Linked DNA regions of Capra hircus: region 2 is linked to region 1. The links are chromatin contacts, called in public Hi-C maps. All regions are on one chromosome and are shown on one strand. Each heading gives the region's core, a stretch centred on a gene start, on an enhancer-like site or on the middle of the called end of the contact. The rest is flanking DNA. Distances are from core to core; before and after follow the strand shown. Region 1 holds the start of LGALS7 (galectin-7). Region 2 overlaps SIRT2 (NAD-dependent protein deacetylase sirtuin-2).

What was found. A called contact is a pair of places that touch in the nucleus more often than the background predicts.
Region 2: a Hi-C map of blood shows a contact between it and region 1, with 4 times the contacts expected there. The contact joins the enhancer-like site here to the promoter of LGALS7 in region 1. A contact is called at or near these places in 3 of 5 Hi-C or Micro-C datasets (all in blood).

What each region holds. Positions count from the first base shown.
Region 1 is chr18:49,393,454-49,401,115 of ARS1.2, reverse strand. It overlaps LGALS7 (galectin-7), which reads left to right and starts at 2,640. Exons shown (of 4, transcript XM_018062359.1): 1 at 2,640-2,768; 2 at 3,165-3,253; 3 at 3,925-4,126; 4 at 4,759-4,945. The coding sequence starts at 2,754. The coding sequence ends at 4,872.
Region 2 is chr18:49,488,694-49,496,355 of ARS1.2, reverse strand. SIRT2 (NAD-dependent protein deacetylase sirtuin-2) reads left to right here. Exons shown (of 16, transcript XM_018062368.1): 5 at 107-148; 6 at 280-386; 7 at 510-566; 8 at 1,185-1,253; 9 at 7,077-7,206. Among named protein-coding and RNA genes, the nearest start is that of RINL, 8.8 kb to the right of the region's middle. Within about 2 kb of position 4,840, at least 3 of the 5 cell types and tissues checked have an H3K27ac peak or open chromatin away from gene starts, as enhancers often do.

The DNA.
Region 1 (7,662 bases), core at 1,391-3,890:
CTGCGGGCTACTCACTAGCTGTGGTGGCCAGCTTCTCATTGCGGTGGCTTCTCTTTTATGGAGGATGGGCTCTAGGCACACAAGCTTCAGGAGTTGAAGCACGAGGGCCCTAGAGTGTGGGCTCAGTAGCTGTGGCCCATGGATTAGTTGCTCCACGGCATCGGGGCTCTTCCGGGACCAGGGATCAAACCAGGGTCCCTTGCATTGCAAGGCAGATTCTTAACCGACCACTGGACCACCAGGGAAGCCCTCCCCCAGTCATTTCTGCAGGAGGTGATTCCGGAAGGTGGAAGGAGAGACACACACAACCTGCTGGGCATCCTTCTCTCTATTTTCATGGCAAATGAACATGTTGGCTCGATACTAAGGAATGACAGTGTGTCCTGAGGTGGGGGGAGCAGACTTTTTCAGGAGATAAACCTTGATGGGGGTGGGGGTTGCCCAGGTCTGGACATCATTAAGACTCATGGAAGTATTCTGTTGAAACCTGGGTGATCTGATTTATGAGTGTGGCATATAGCTTGGGAAAGCAAAAAGAGTATTGGGAAATAACTACATTCACCACTTATTTAGAAGTTTTAAAAAAAAGATATCAAGTATATTATTTCCAAACTGATAGAAGATAATCAACACAGATGAATAAGAATGCATCCCACATCTGAGTTATGAGAAATGAACCAGCAATCAAACTGATAACAGATCGAATGCCTCATTTGACCAAACATCAAAAACAAGCCTGGACGTGCAGGTCGGCAGCATGTGGAGAAATATCCAGAGACAATGAAGAAATCAGGAAAAGATAAACTACCAGGATACACAGCAATATACAGAATGACATATACAAAAAGATTACTGATCAGAATAACAGAACCCATCATTCTGGGAAACTCTCCATCCGAACAGACGTCGATGTCATCACCTCAAACCCCGCAGTCCTCTCCAGATTTAAAAATACTTTTATTTGTTTTATTTCGGGTGTGCTGGGTCTTTGTTGTGGTGTGTAGGCTTCCTAACTTCAGTGTCCCAGCTGAGCTGCCACATCTGGGATCTTAGTTCACTGACCAGGGCTCGAACGCAGGCCCTCTGCATTGGAAGTGCAATTTTAGCCATTGGATCAACCAGGGAAGTCCTTGTCCTCTCTATTTAAGATCTCCATGAGGTATGCGTCCTTGGCACACAGATCAGCTCCAGCCCCTGGCCCCGTCCTCTCCATGAGGCCTTGGGGAGAGGCTGGCCCTCTCCAAGCCCACTTTCTCTTCTGCCAAATGGAGGTGACTGTGGCCCCCACCCAAATGCAGTTTCCCACCCTTGCTCTCTGAGACGCTTGCGCCCACCAGCTGCACCAGCTGTGCAGTGATGGGGCTGAAGGCTGGGAGGCTGAGGGCGGTGGATCAGGTTCTGACTCTGCTCATCTCCACCCAAAGGCTCCATTCCTGACTCAGCCCCAGGCCTTTTCTCCCTCTGCTGGGTGGGGCACCAACAGGGGTGGGTGGGGTGGGGAGATGGAACTGGAGTGGTAGGCTGCTGGTGCTTCTGGGAGGAATTTCTGCTCAGCTCCCCACTGCCCTGCTCCTTGCCTTCCAGAACCCTCTATCAACATTCTCCCTCTCACACCACCCTTCATACCTGCATGCCCCTGCAGGAGCCTTGGGCTGTGGGGACTTGGCCTGGGCAGAGGGGCCCACATTTTTTTCTTCCTTGGACTGGGCTGGGAGTGGGTCCTAACACACCCTTCCCCTCTGCCCCCCACTCCCTTCCCTTATCCTGAACACCAGGTGGGAGAGAGGAGGCCATTCTGGGAGGTGGAAGGAGAGAGACTCAAAGAAGAGAAATAGACAGGAACATGTGAGAGAGACAGGGGAGGACAGAGACACAGGACAGCCAGAGAGACTAGGGCATCCTGGAGAGAAAACCAGAGAGGAGCTTCCAGAGATGAAGAAAGCCAGACACACAGGCTACATGGTTCTGCTTAGCTGTGTTTCTCGGGCAAACTGCTTCTCCTTTCTGAGCCTCAGTTTCCTTGTCTGTCACATAAGGGTGATCAGTGGCCCTATGCTCAGTGGCCTGTCGGAGATCGGTGGTCTCTCCCACATGCTAGGCAAGCCCGAGGCTTTGTCAGTGGCACTTCTCATTACCTTTCCTTCTTACTTTCATCCACATTTACTGAGCACCTACTGTGTGCCAGGCACTGCACTAGGCACCAAGGATACAGCTTTGACCACTGGGCAGAATATCCTGTCTCTCTTAGCGGCCTTTCCTGTCATTATCCTGGTGCCATGGTTATTATTATTACAGAAGCATCAACTGGAATTTCAGGGGACACCCATCCTTAGCCCTAGGAGAGAGGGCACAGAGTTTCAGCTCACAGCTTCACCTCTCAGGACTCAGGTTTTCCATGATGAAATGGATGTGAGAGCCTTCTCTCTCCACCAGGTAGCAGGAAGGTAGGGCTGGAGGGATGGTGTCTCAACAAGCCTTCCACGCTGTGCTGTTATGGTTATTATTGTTAACTGTTCCTATCACTATTAACTCAAAGGGGAGGGACCGTACACCTGGGAAGCCTCAGGACGGCAGGGGCATCAGAGGCCCTGGAAAGAGGGTGCTGGGCCAGCATGGCCCCAGGGCCAGGGTCTGTGCCAGGTGTGGGTGGTGGGTGTGGAAAGGGTGAGTCACCAGGGCCAGGCACGCCCTGCTTTGACTTAAGGTCCCAGCAGCCATACCCCCACCGCCACTGCCGTCCCGCTGTTGCAGCCATGGCCGGGAGCTTTGTGAGTACTCGCGGTGTGGGGGCTTGAGGGGTTTGGACCCAAGGCTGCACTGGCAGAGGGGAGGGGCTGGGGCTTGGCTGAGGGCTCCTGTTTCAAGGAGAAAGTGGGTGTCCCGGTGTGCCAGGATGTTCTGGGCTGTGGTTTCTGGGCTCACCCAATCCATCCCCATGCTCCCATCCCTCCCCCCATTGGTTCCCCCTGCTGTCTATCTTTCTGTCCCTCTGAGTATCTGCCTGCTGAGTCCCTGTGTTCCTCTGCGCCCCTGGCTCTCTTTCCCGTGTCTCTGTGCCCTTTCTGCTCTCTGATTCTGCTGCTCTGGGTCCTGCTCATGTTCTCCCCACAGCTGACCCACTTGTCTCTCTCCTCTGCCTCCCTGATCCACTCTGGCTGCTGCAGAACGTCCCCCACAAGACCGCACTGCCCGAGGGCATCCGAGTGGGCACCGTGTTGAGAATTCGTGGTTTAGTCCCCGACAAGGCTGGCAGGTGAGACCCCCGAGCCTCAGCAGTAACGGGTGGGAGGTTTCCAGGCTCAGTGAACCCCACTTTTACAGCCCAGAGAACAAAGCCCCAGGCCAACTTTGCCCACCAGGATCTTGGAATCCCCAGGCTATTTCTGTCCTTCTGGAATCTGATGTCTTCACTTATCTGTCCCATGACTGTGCAGGTGGGGACCCTACATCAAAGAATCTGGGGGTTCCAGGGCAATCTCATGACAAGTCCAAGTCCACAGTCACTCTGGAAATATAACCTGTGAATCAGAGGTGCCCTGGGCATGTAGGAGGCCTAGGCAATCAATCCTAGGGCTTCCTGGGTGGAGATCTTCAAGATTTCTGAGAATCTACAGTGCCTGGGAATTTGGGGGTCCCTGATATTGTCCCAGCCCTCTGGGAACTGGGAGCACCCTGGTCTTCAGGACCATGAGTCCTTGGCATCTCCCAGACTCTGGAAATGAGGGGGACCCAGGCCCTGGTCTAGGTGGACGTGCGTCCGGGTCTCCCACTGGTTTTTGGGTGCCCTGGAATCCGGGCTCCATGGTCTCCAGTCCATCTCCCCTCTTTCCCTGGTGTGTGGCTCTCAGGTTCCTATAAATATGGATGTGCTCCGGCAAAGGGTAACTCCTCTATCCAATGTTCTTCTTCTCCACCACCTGCCAGGTTCTACGTGAACCTGCTGTGCAGTGAGGAACCAGGCAGTGATGCCGCCCTGCATTTCAACCCCCGCCTGGACGAGTCCACGGTGGTCTTCAACACCCTGGAGCGCGGCACCTGGGGTGCAGAGGAGCGGGGCTCAGGCATTCCCTTCCAGCGAGGGCAGCCCTTCGACGTCCTCCTCATTGCCACCGAAGAAGGCTTCAAGGTGCGTCTCTTCCACAGGGCGGGCTCCGACACCCACGTCTCTTCCTTGGCAAGGCCAGGAAGGCCCTTGGCAGAGGTTGGGAGCAAAGGCGTGGCCAAGGTGGGCAGGGCTTCCCCAGTTCCTCACCTCCCCTGGCGCAAGCGCACTAGTGTCAGAGGGCAGGCATGTGTGGGTAGCAAGGACGAGAGAGTGAGAGCCAAGTGCTCAAAGGGTGGGAGTCCAGCCAGAAGATGTGGACATCCTCTATCTTGTTCCCTGTCCACTGGCGTCTGAGGTAGCAGTTCTGGGACAGGGGAATGGACGACTTGGAAGACAGGACCCCGAATAAGTCCCAGCCGGGGGTGGTCACTGAAGACCCTCCACTACCCGGGCTGTTCTTCACTTTCTGTGCGTCCGAGGAAGGCGATGCATCCAGGAATCCTGGCAACTGCATCCACTGCCAAAGCTTAAAAAGCACTCAGGTGTCAACAATGAACTCATTTAATCCTCATGGCAAGAGGTTTCATTGAATAATAGACCTCTTTCTCCATGGGGGCTTGCGTGCGTGCCCAAGTCAAGCCGCGTGGGTACGAGCCGGGAATAACCCAGCAGTTGCCTGGGGAACCTTAAGCAGCGTCTTCTCGCCCCTGCAGGCGGTGATAGCAGATTCTGAATACCACCACTTCCGGTACCGGATCCCGCCAGGGCGCGTGCGCGCGTTGGAGGTGGGCGGGGACCTGCAGCTGGAGTTGGTGAAGATCTTCTGAGCCTTCCCAGGAGGGCGGGTGGAGACCGGGGGCAGGGGTCTTGGATGGCAAATAAAGTCGTTAGTCGCTCATCTGTGGGCCGCCCTGTGTCAGTGTCTCCTTCATATAGACGAGCGTAGCAGGTTCAGAGAGGTGAAGTTAAAGTCGCTCAGTTGTGTCCGACTCTTTGCGACCCCATGCACTATACAGTCCATGGAATTCTCCAGGCCAGAATACTAGTGGGGAGCATTTCCCTTCTTCAGGGGATCTTCCCAACCCAGGGATCGAACCGGGGTCTCCTGCATTGCGCGGGGGGGGGGGGGGGATTCTTTAACTGAGCTATCAGGGAAGAGAGGTAAAGACAACCGCTAATGGTCACAAAGTGGCCCAGGTGAGTCGACCCTGAATCTCCGAGGGCAATTTCTGTTCCTGGAGGCTTGGAGAGGGTGGGGGTGGGGCTTTGACTCGCCTTCCTGCTGCACTTTACGGAGGAGCCAGGTGATAATGCGGTGGAGTTGACTGAGGGAGTCTGGAGGAGCCCAAGCCCTCACCAAAGCGATGGACATGAGTTTGAGTAGGCTCCGGGAGCTGGTGATGGACAGGGAAGCCTGGCGTGCGGCAGTCCATGGGGTCGCAAAGAGTTGGACACGACTGAGCGACTGAACTGAACTGAAGCCCTCCCTTGGGCTTCCCAGGTGACTCAGTGGTAAAGAACCCACCTGCCAGTGCAGGAGATGCAGGAGAAACGGGTTCGATCCCTGGGTCTGGAAGATCTGGAGGAGGAAATGGCAACCCACTCCAATATTCTTGCCTGGGAAATCTCATGGACTGAGGAGCCTGGCGGGCTACGGTCCATGGGGTTGCAAAGAGTCTGAGCACGCATTACTACTAAGCCCACCCTTGACGTCCCCTCTGAGGGTACAACAGCCACCCCCCACCCCCAGGTTGGTCAGCCTGCAAACAGGTCCCTTGGAGACCCCAGTCTCGCGGAGATGACGTGTGAATCTCGGCCTCTCTGTGCAGTTGCCCCCGCTTCCTGGCTCCCCAGGCTTTCCAGCCTTCCGCTGGGGCGGGTTCAGGCTTGGAAGGGATCCGGGCGTTGGGATCTCAGGGCGTTGCCCCGAGATGGGACAGTCTCCCCCAGTTCGCGCCCGGAGGCAGACGCGCACTGGCGGGGCCCGGAACGCGAAGTGCCGGCTCCTGTGTCCCTGCTGCCGTCTAGGGCGCTGTTCTCACACTTCCTCCTCTGCTCGCCTGATGGGCCTGAACTGCCCCTTCCCCCAGGGATCCTGGATGGGGGGACGGGGGAGCGAGGTACACTCAGAAGCCAAGTCAGCCCCGAGTGCCAGGTGGGGATTTTCTGGCCACTGTGGGGAGAGGAGCCCATACCACTTGAGCGCCCCCCACCCCGCCGTCTCCCGCACCCTCTCTGAGGTGCTCGCAGCGGCGGAGGGTCTCAAGCAGTTGATGGAGAGAGGTTGGAGGGAGGGTGCACCGCATACCAACAGCTGGAAAAGTCCAGAGCCGCTCCCCTGGCTGGCTGTTTCGCAACCTAGAACCTTGCGAAGCCAGTGACATGCTGCCCCCTCCTGGCTGCTGCCCACATCGCAATCTTGGGGCGGGGAAGAGCCCCTTGAGAAGGGAAAGGGCAACCCACTGCAGTATTCTTACCTGGAGAATCTCATGGACAGAGGAGCCTGGAGGACTACAGTCCATAGGGTTGCAAAGAGTCGGACACGACTGAAACGACTTACACAAGCACCTTGAAGAGGGGTGCAAAATCCTGTGGGACCACCAACCCCGGGCCCCAGTTCTAGCCCTTTCATGACCCGAATTTATCCTGCACTTTGCAAACCTCCAACTGCAGCTACCTATCCCCACGGATGGCCCTTCTGAGTGTGTTTCTGGGGGACAGTGGAATAAGGGGTTCCCTGCGGAGACCAGTCTGGCATCCACTGGGACTCCAGGGCTCATTGTTAAGTGAATTAATTTTTATTTTATGTATGTGTTTTCATGTCGTTATTGAACATTTAAATATGTTTGTAGATAACATACCAACATGGTACACATTTCAGAAAATAGAGTGAAAAGAAAGCCATTGTACTGGCACAGCCACAAAAGTGGCTGGGTTCTGAGCAGTAGATGGTAATGATTCAGCTGTGTTAATTTCCTGGTTTCATCTCTGTCTTACCGTGTATATAGTGGAGAATGTTCTTATTTGCACAAAATACACAGTAAAGTATTTGGAGGTAAAGAGGCAATATACTGGCAACTTATTCATAAATCGCTCAGGAAAAAACCTGAAGTTTATATTGTATTTAAAACTTTTTTGTCATGTCAAGAAATACATATATATATATGAATTATATCATATATATATGATATGATCTTACATGTAGGAGTCCCTAAAATTTTCCCTGTGCGTGTGTGCTAAGTCGCTTCAGTCGTGTTCAACTCTTTGTGACCCCAATGGACCATAACCCACCAGGCTCCTCTACCCATGGGATTCTCCAGGCAATTCCCGACCCAGGGATCGACCCCGAATCTCCTGTGTCTCCCGGGTTGCAGGCCGATTCTTTGCGGCTGAGCCACCGGGGGAGCCCAAAGTTCCCCTCACCCTATTGTTAAAAGTTTAATGAATGAACGCAGCAAAGTAGAAGGACTCGTAGTCAACACGCAAAATTCAGCCACATTTCCCTACACTGGGACTTCGCGTCTTCATTCACTCTGCTGGCTCCCCAGCTCCATTGCAAGGAGTAACACAAGTTAGGCCACTGGAGGCCCCCTGGATGTCTATTAGTGTCCAAGCAT
Region 2 (7,662 bases), core at 3,591-6,090, 93 kb before region 1:
AAATGGTTCATATTTTGGAGGAATGTTTGATGTTCAAAACAACGATAAACAAATGTAAGTTTTGAACAAGAGAAACGCACACGCTGCCTAAACTCTCCTCCTCCAGGTCGCAGGGTCATCTGCTTGGTGGGAGCTGGAATCTCCACTTGTAAGTGCTCCCCTCCCCCAAAAGCCACTTCCTGGTTGGGGCGCCCCTGCGAGGGCCTGGGGAGGAGCTGTGTTGGGGGGTGTGAAAGAAAAGGGGCCAGAGTCCCTTATTGATTACCCCTCCTCCCCCAGCTGCGGGCATCCCTGACTTTCGATCCCCAAACACGGGCCTCTACGCCAACCTGGAGAAATACCGTCTTCCCTACCCGGAGGCCATCTTTGAAATCAGCTACTTCAAGGTGCGTGTCACACAGGGAGGAAGGTCTGTAGTAATGAGGGGTGGACGGGGCCTCCTGGCTCCTGCTCACATCTCACCAGGGGCATCTGGGTGCCCACTTGCCCTCCGGCTCTCTCTCCCACAGAAGCATCCAGAGCCCTTCTTTGCTCTCGCCAAGGAACTCTATCCTGGGCAGTTCAAGGTGAGCTCTTTTTTGTGGAAGTGGGGACAGGAAAAATTGGGGGCCAGCAGGCATGGGAAGGATCCCTTCAGGGCCCTTTAGACAAATATCCTACAGCTATTAAATACATGGGCCCTGGTGGCCTAATCATTAGGATTCTGGGTTTTCACTGCCATGGCCCAGGTTCAGTCCCTGGTGAGGAAACTGAGATCCTGCAAGCCTTGAAGCATAGTAAAAAACAAAGCAAAACAGTGTGGGCTTTGGGCCCAGACTACCCGAGTCCAAGTCCTGTTCACTCATTTCCTGCTCTTATGTCCTTGGACCTCAGTTTTCCCATCTGCAAAATGGAGCAGATAATAGTCCATGAAAAGAAATGCTGTGAGGCTTAAATGAGCTAATGATACATGTAAGAGCCCAGACTCTGGAGCCAGGCTGCTTCTGTGCTAACCCCGACTCCACAGTTTGTGTGACTTTGGCCAGCCAGTCACCCTCCCTGAGCCTCAGTTCCCTACCAGTGAAACGGGGATAATGAAGGTCTGTGCCTCATGGTGTGAAGATTCCATGAGGAGAAACAGGTCTGGAACAGTTCCTGGCACAGGGCGGTCTGCATTCAGCATTGCCGTGCTTGCTTCCCTCCAGCCCACCATCTGCCACTACTTCATCCGCCTGCTGAAGGAAAAAGGACTGCTCCTGCGCTGCTATACACAGGTAGTAGGACCTCGGGCATCCTGGGAGGAAGCGGGCGGGCAGGAGGGGTCAAGAGCTCAGGCCACAGCCTCTCTGTTGTGTGACTTGCAGTCAGTCACGTCGCCTCTCTCAGCCTTAGTTTCCCTTTCTATGAGACAGACGCCAGGGACTTCCCTGGCAATCCAGTGGTTACGACTCCATGCTGCTTCCAATGCAGGGGCACAGGTTTGATCCCTGTTCAGGGAACAAGGATTCCACATGCCACACAGGATGGAGGGAAAAAAAAAAAGCAGAGGCCAGAACCACTTCACCCTCTCAGGCCTGTGGTAACGTGGCAGTGACCAGGGCCACCCCATGAGTACTGAGAAAGGACCCCTTCTCTGAGCAGACACCTTTGGCACCATAGTTTTCTGGATTTTCCATCAGATGATCTGAAGTGACTTGGTCTAGCATGATCACTGAAGCGTAAAAGTGTTAGTCACTCAGTCGTGTCTGACTCTTTGTGACCCCATGGACTGTAGCCCACCAGGCTCCTCTGTCCATGGGATTTCTCAGGCAAGAATACTGGAGTGGGTTGCCATTTCCTTCTCCAGGGGATCTTCCCCATCCAGGGATTGAAGCCAGGTCTCCCACGTTGCAGGCAGATTCTTTACCATCTGAGCCATCAGGGAAGCCCAACACGGTCACTGCACCCTGACAATTTTCCAGTTGGTGGCTATAGAGTCTTAAGAAAGGGGCACCTTCTTATAATTTACACAAAGGCCTTGTGTGGGCCATGGGGCCACGGCTTATGTATGTCAGGCACTTAGCTGAGGGCCTCACTGAGAGGTCCCCAGGTAAGGACGGCTCACATTCTTGACTTCCTAGTTGGTGAGACTTTGGGGTCTCGCACAGCCGATAGTGAAAAGTGTGTCTCTACTTGTGTTTTATAAATACGTGTTGAATTACATGATCTACTAGAGCAGTGATACCATGTCTGCTCTAATTCACATCTCAGAACCCAAATTTATAAAATAGAGAACCCATGGGTAGAAATAGGTGTTCTGTTATTTCCTTCCTGGCCTGGCAATATGGACCCTGCAGCCTCAGAATCTGCCACCAGGGGGAGGATGAAGTCTTTTTGTTCAGGTCCAGAATTCTCCGAAGGGGGCAGGTACTCCCACCTAGGGCTGGTAGGGGTTGCGGGGGAGCCCCAGGTCAGGATAGACTTGACCTTTTACCCATGGAATGCACTCAGACATGATACAAACAGCTCACCTGAAGCCAAGCACCTTCTGTGTGTGATTTCATGAAATCTTCACCATGGCCCTGCTGTCAGTCCTGTTCGGCAGCTTCTGTCCCGGTGTTTACTGAGTGCCAATAAGTGCCAGGCCATACAGGCAGTAGACAGAAGGAGCAGACATCCCTGCCCTCCTGGAGCTGACACTAGGGTGGGGAGGGACAGTGGACGAGAAGGATGAGTCGAGTATCTAGTCTGAGATGTTAATGCTTAATGTTAATATTAATGCTGAGATGTCTATGGAGCACTGCCCTGAGCAGAAAAGGAGAATCAGAAGTTCTGTGTGTGAGTGGGGAGAAGGGTGCTGTTGTGAACAATAAGTCAGGGAAGGCCTCACAGAAAAAAGGGACATTTAAACAAAGACCTGTAGGAGGGGAGGGAGGGAGCCATGGGATCATCTCAGGGAGAGGAGCAAAGGGAACAGCCAGTGCAGAGGCCCTGAGGTGAGGCTGCACTTGGCATGTTCAAATAGCTGGATCTGAGTGAGCGAGGACAGCAGTAGGAAAGCACAGAAGAGATGAGGTCAGGGAGGTGACAGGTGGACCATGTGGGCATTTGGGGCCCACCGGGAGGGCTTTGTCCTTTGCCTAGTGGGAGATGGAACCACAGGAGTGCTCTGGACAGGGCCAAGACGTGACCTGCCCCAGGTGTTCACAGGGTCCCTCTGGCTGCATGTGGAGGGCAGACTGCGGGAGGGAGCAATGGGGGTAGGGGTGGTCACAGAGGCCAGGAAGGGGGCTGCAGTGATGGTCCAAGCAGGAGAGGATGGAGGCTGGGCCAGGGAGGGGGCTGTCCAAGGGGAGAAGTGGGTGACTTGTGAACCCGTTTTGAAGGTGGAACTAACAGGACTTGCTGTTGGATTGAATGAACAGTTCTTGAGAGAAGCAGAAGAGCCAGGGATGGCTGGACATCTCTCAGCCTGAGCACCTGCTGTCTTTTACTGAGAGAGTGGGATGTGCAGGCCTTGGGGGCAGAGGAGGAGTTTGGTTGAAGGCACATGGAGGTTGAGATGCCCATTAGACAGTCACATGGAGCTGTAGGCAGATAGACAGCCAGACACTAAGGCTTCTGGACTCGAGCTGGAGAGCAAGAGAGACCAGGAGATCACAGGGGTCCCAGCATGAGAAACCCAGGGCCAGGACCACGTGGTTCATCCCAGATGCTCAGAGGGCTGACTCCCCAGCTCCATATGAGGCACTCCCCTCCCCTGCCCCAAACCATGAAAGCACAGCAGCTACAGAGTATTTTTACATGAAAGCCAACATGAATATGTTCTGGGGTCAGTGTGAAATGCGGTGGCATTTCCCCTTACTTAGAATACTTCACACACAGACTGAAGTCTGCATATATATTCACACTGGCGCAGTACATTACACACAGGTGGAAACATTTTTTCCACTCTCATGTTTCATGAAACCATTCTGTTTTTCAACTCCTCCTCACCCTCTTCTTCAACCTCAGCCCCTTTTTGAGACATTGACCCAGTTTTCTGCAACAAGCTGTCTTCAGGTCTTCCTGAATTGTAACGATGTAGCACTTTTGAAGAGATGCTATTTTTATCTCAAGACACAAGGATCCATTCAAACAGAAGAACAGTTGTCTCCTTCAGTCAAGTCACTGTGATCTCCACTCTTTTGAATCTATATCTGTGGCATTCACATTATACATTGGATTTATACTCAGCTTTCTTTTCCTTAAGCCCTTATCTAGAAGACCCTTCCTTATACCCAGCCACACAGCAGCTTCATGCTTTTTATTAATTAAAAAAACCCTCCCATTTATAGGGGAGGAGCCTATTTGTTTTTGACTGTGCTGGGTCTTCTTGCTGCACAGGCTTTTCTGTAGTTGCAGCAAGCAGGGGCTGCTCTCTCGTTGCCGTGCAGGGGCTTCTTGTTGCAGTGACTTCTCTTGTTGTGGAGCACAGACTTTAGGGGCTTTGTTTGGGCTCCAGTAGTTGCTCAGTTGTCCCTAGTTGTCCCTTGGCATGTGGGATCTTTCCAGACCAGGGATCAAATTCACATCTGCATCGGCACACGAATATTTTAACACTGAGCCACTGGAGAAGCACAATTCATGCTTTTTAAAAACATGTCAGTCAGAGACATGATGTCTTGAAACCGAAAGTGAGCTAAGGTTTGACAATCAAAAGAGATTACAGACGAAAACTCAGACTTCAGGCTCCTCTTGCAGATCTGGAAGAGCTGGCTGCACCCTGGGTGGCTTTCAAGGAGGGGGTGGAGGGGGGAGCAGTTGACTAGAGCTGAGTGGCCCACCTCCTCACCACACCCTGTTCCCTGCCTGGCACTGAGGCCAGACGCCAGCTGCTCTGTGTCTCCATGCGGTCATTGCTGCTTGTCCTTTATACTGAGCCTCTTGGGCCATATTCCCCAGCCCCAGCTTCCCTCCCCGGGGGCCACTACTGTTGCCTGCTTCTTGGGTTTCCTTTAAAAATGGTCCACACTTAGGCAAGCAACAAAAAAATTCATATGTTGACTTTTTCCACATCTTGTACACAGGGCCTTCTAACATCTTGAAGAGATTCCTTCATACTAGTACATGTGGGTCAGCCACATCATTTTTTTTTTTAAGATAGATTTTTTTTTTTTTCAAGATTTGTTGCTTTTTGGCTGCACTGAGTCTGTGTTCCTACATGTGGGCTCTCTCTAGTTGCCATGAGCAGGGGCTGCCCTTCGTTGGTTGCACGCTAGTTGAAGAGTGCATTCTAGTTGCGCTCTTCATTATGGTGCCAAGGTTCCTCGATGCGCTGGCTTCAGAAGTTGTGGTGCATGGGCTCTAGAGCACAGGCTCAGTAGTTGTGATGCTTGGGCTGAGTTGCCCCAAGGCATGTGGAATCTTCCCAGCCCAGGGATCGAACTCATGTCCCCTGCATCGTCAGCAGACGCTTAACCACTAGAACACTCAGGAAATCTGGGCACATTCTTTTTTTCTTTTTGGCTGTGCTCACAGCTTGCAAGATCTTAGTTCCCCAACCAGGGATTGAACCCAGACCATGGCAGTGAAAGGACCAAGTCCTAACCACTGGACAACCAGGGAACTCCCCAGCCGCATTTGTTTTTGTTATTTGTGGGTGCCCATCAAAAGTGGCATCAAGGGACTTCCCTGGTGGTCCAGTGGCTGACTCCAAGCTCCCAGTGCAGAGAGCCTAGGTTCTATCCCTGGTCAGGGAACAAAATCCTACATGCCACAACCAAAGACCCTGCATGCACCAACGAAGATCAAAGATCCCTCGTGCCACAACCTGGTGCAACCAAATAGATAACTTCTCTTAAGGGGCATCAAAAGGTAACACAGAGGCCCGTAGGTAGTCCTTTGATATGCCATTTAGTTATTTGCATGAGTAGTAGTGAGTAGTGTTAGTTGCTCAGTCATGTCCAGCTCTCTGCGATCCCATGCACGGACTGTAGCCCACCAGGCTCCTCTGTCCATGGGATTCTCCAGGCAAGAATACTGGAGTGGGTTGCCATTCCTTTCTCCAGGGGAATCTTCCCCACCCAGCCATCGAACCCAGGTCTCCCTCCTTCTTTACCATCCGAGCACCAGGGAAGCCCTGTTATTTGCATACACACTGCTTGCTCGCGTGTGAGGAAGTTGGTAAACTAAGTCCAGGAACAAAGGCAAAACTAGCATTTCTACCAGGCTGGGGCAAGGGAAAGCCGCAGAAAGTCTGGAAACAGAGACTCTTGTCTGCATGTTTTGGGGGTAAACTGATGGCTGACTGGAAGCAGAGAGGGCAGTTGGAAGTGGAATGGTGGTTCACAGAGTCTCTGGGAAACCTTATTGGGTCAGCTGTGGACCGCACGTTCCTGGCCATCTCTGTAACGTCCGCTAGGTCCTCCAGAAGCACCTGCCTCAGTGGCATTTCTCGTGGGCAAACAAAAGCTGCTCCAAAATGGCTGGAGAAAGCGCAAATGTGAAAGAGACAAATATCCTTGTGTGTTGACTAAGGAAAGTAATTCTGTCTGAAAAGAATTTAATATACTATCTATGCAGCAGATCACAGTAAGAAACCCAACTGTTAAATAGGAAAACTGTAATTAAAACTCAAAAAAACTTCCTGATTCATTGATTTGTGTTCATATCTGGCCAAGCCTGCCACAGACAGCTGTGCAGGTTGGGTACTGCACAAGGATGCCAGATCTGAGAGGGTTGTGTTTACAGCAGAGACACTGAAGATTGGTACATTTATTTCACCAAATTTTTGGCTGGTGCCACTAGAGAGTCTGGTTCTAACAGAACAAATTTTCCACAAAAGGAAAGGAAAATGACCTGATTTTGCAGAAAAACACCAGGGCTGGTTGGTGGCAGTGGCCTGGGTTCATAGGCACTTGAATTTGGGCCCCTGCCTTGAAGCATCCATGACTGACTTTTCAGAGGCACCATCAGGGGGAAACAAAGAGTTTTAGACACACCCCTGCCTCTCCCCTCCTCTCTTCTCAGCCTATCCCACTTGCCTCTCTCAGCTGCAGTCCCCTGCTCTGTCTTCTGACCCCTGGGAGGGGAAGGTGGTTCACTCCTGACCCGCTCCCCTCCGTGTCTCCCTCCAGAACATAGACACCCTGGAGCGAGTGGCTGGGCTGGAGCCCGAAGACCTGGTGGAGGCCCACGGCACCTTCTACACGTCCCACTGCATCAGCTCAGGCTGCCGGCAGGAGTACTCACTGAGCTGGATGAAAGGTGAGGGGCTGGAGGTTACCCCCGAGGGCAGGCTTCCCGTCCCTGTCTGCCCCTCAGCACCAGGGAAAGGGTCTCCATACACAGACACCAGCTCTGTCCTGTGCAGCTCTGCAGCTCTTCCTTTCTCTCTCTCTCTTTAAAATTTGTTTATGTATTTGGCTGTGCCAGGTTTCAATCGAGGCATGCAGGATCTTTGATCTTTATTATAGCATGTGGGGTCTTTAGTTGGGGCATGTGGGATCTAGTTCCCTGACCAGGAATCGAACCCAGGCCTCCTGCATTGGGAGTGGAGTCTCCATCACTGGACTCCCAGGGAAGTCCCTGCGGCTCTTTTTAGCAGGTAATGGCAGCCCCTAAAGATGTGAGGTGGCAGTGGGGGTTCTCTGCTCCCAACCCCATCTCATAGCCAGGGTATAATGGATGCAGGCTCCAGACACGGCAACGTGTGTTAGTATA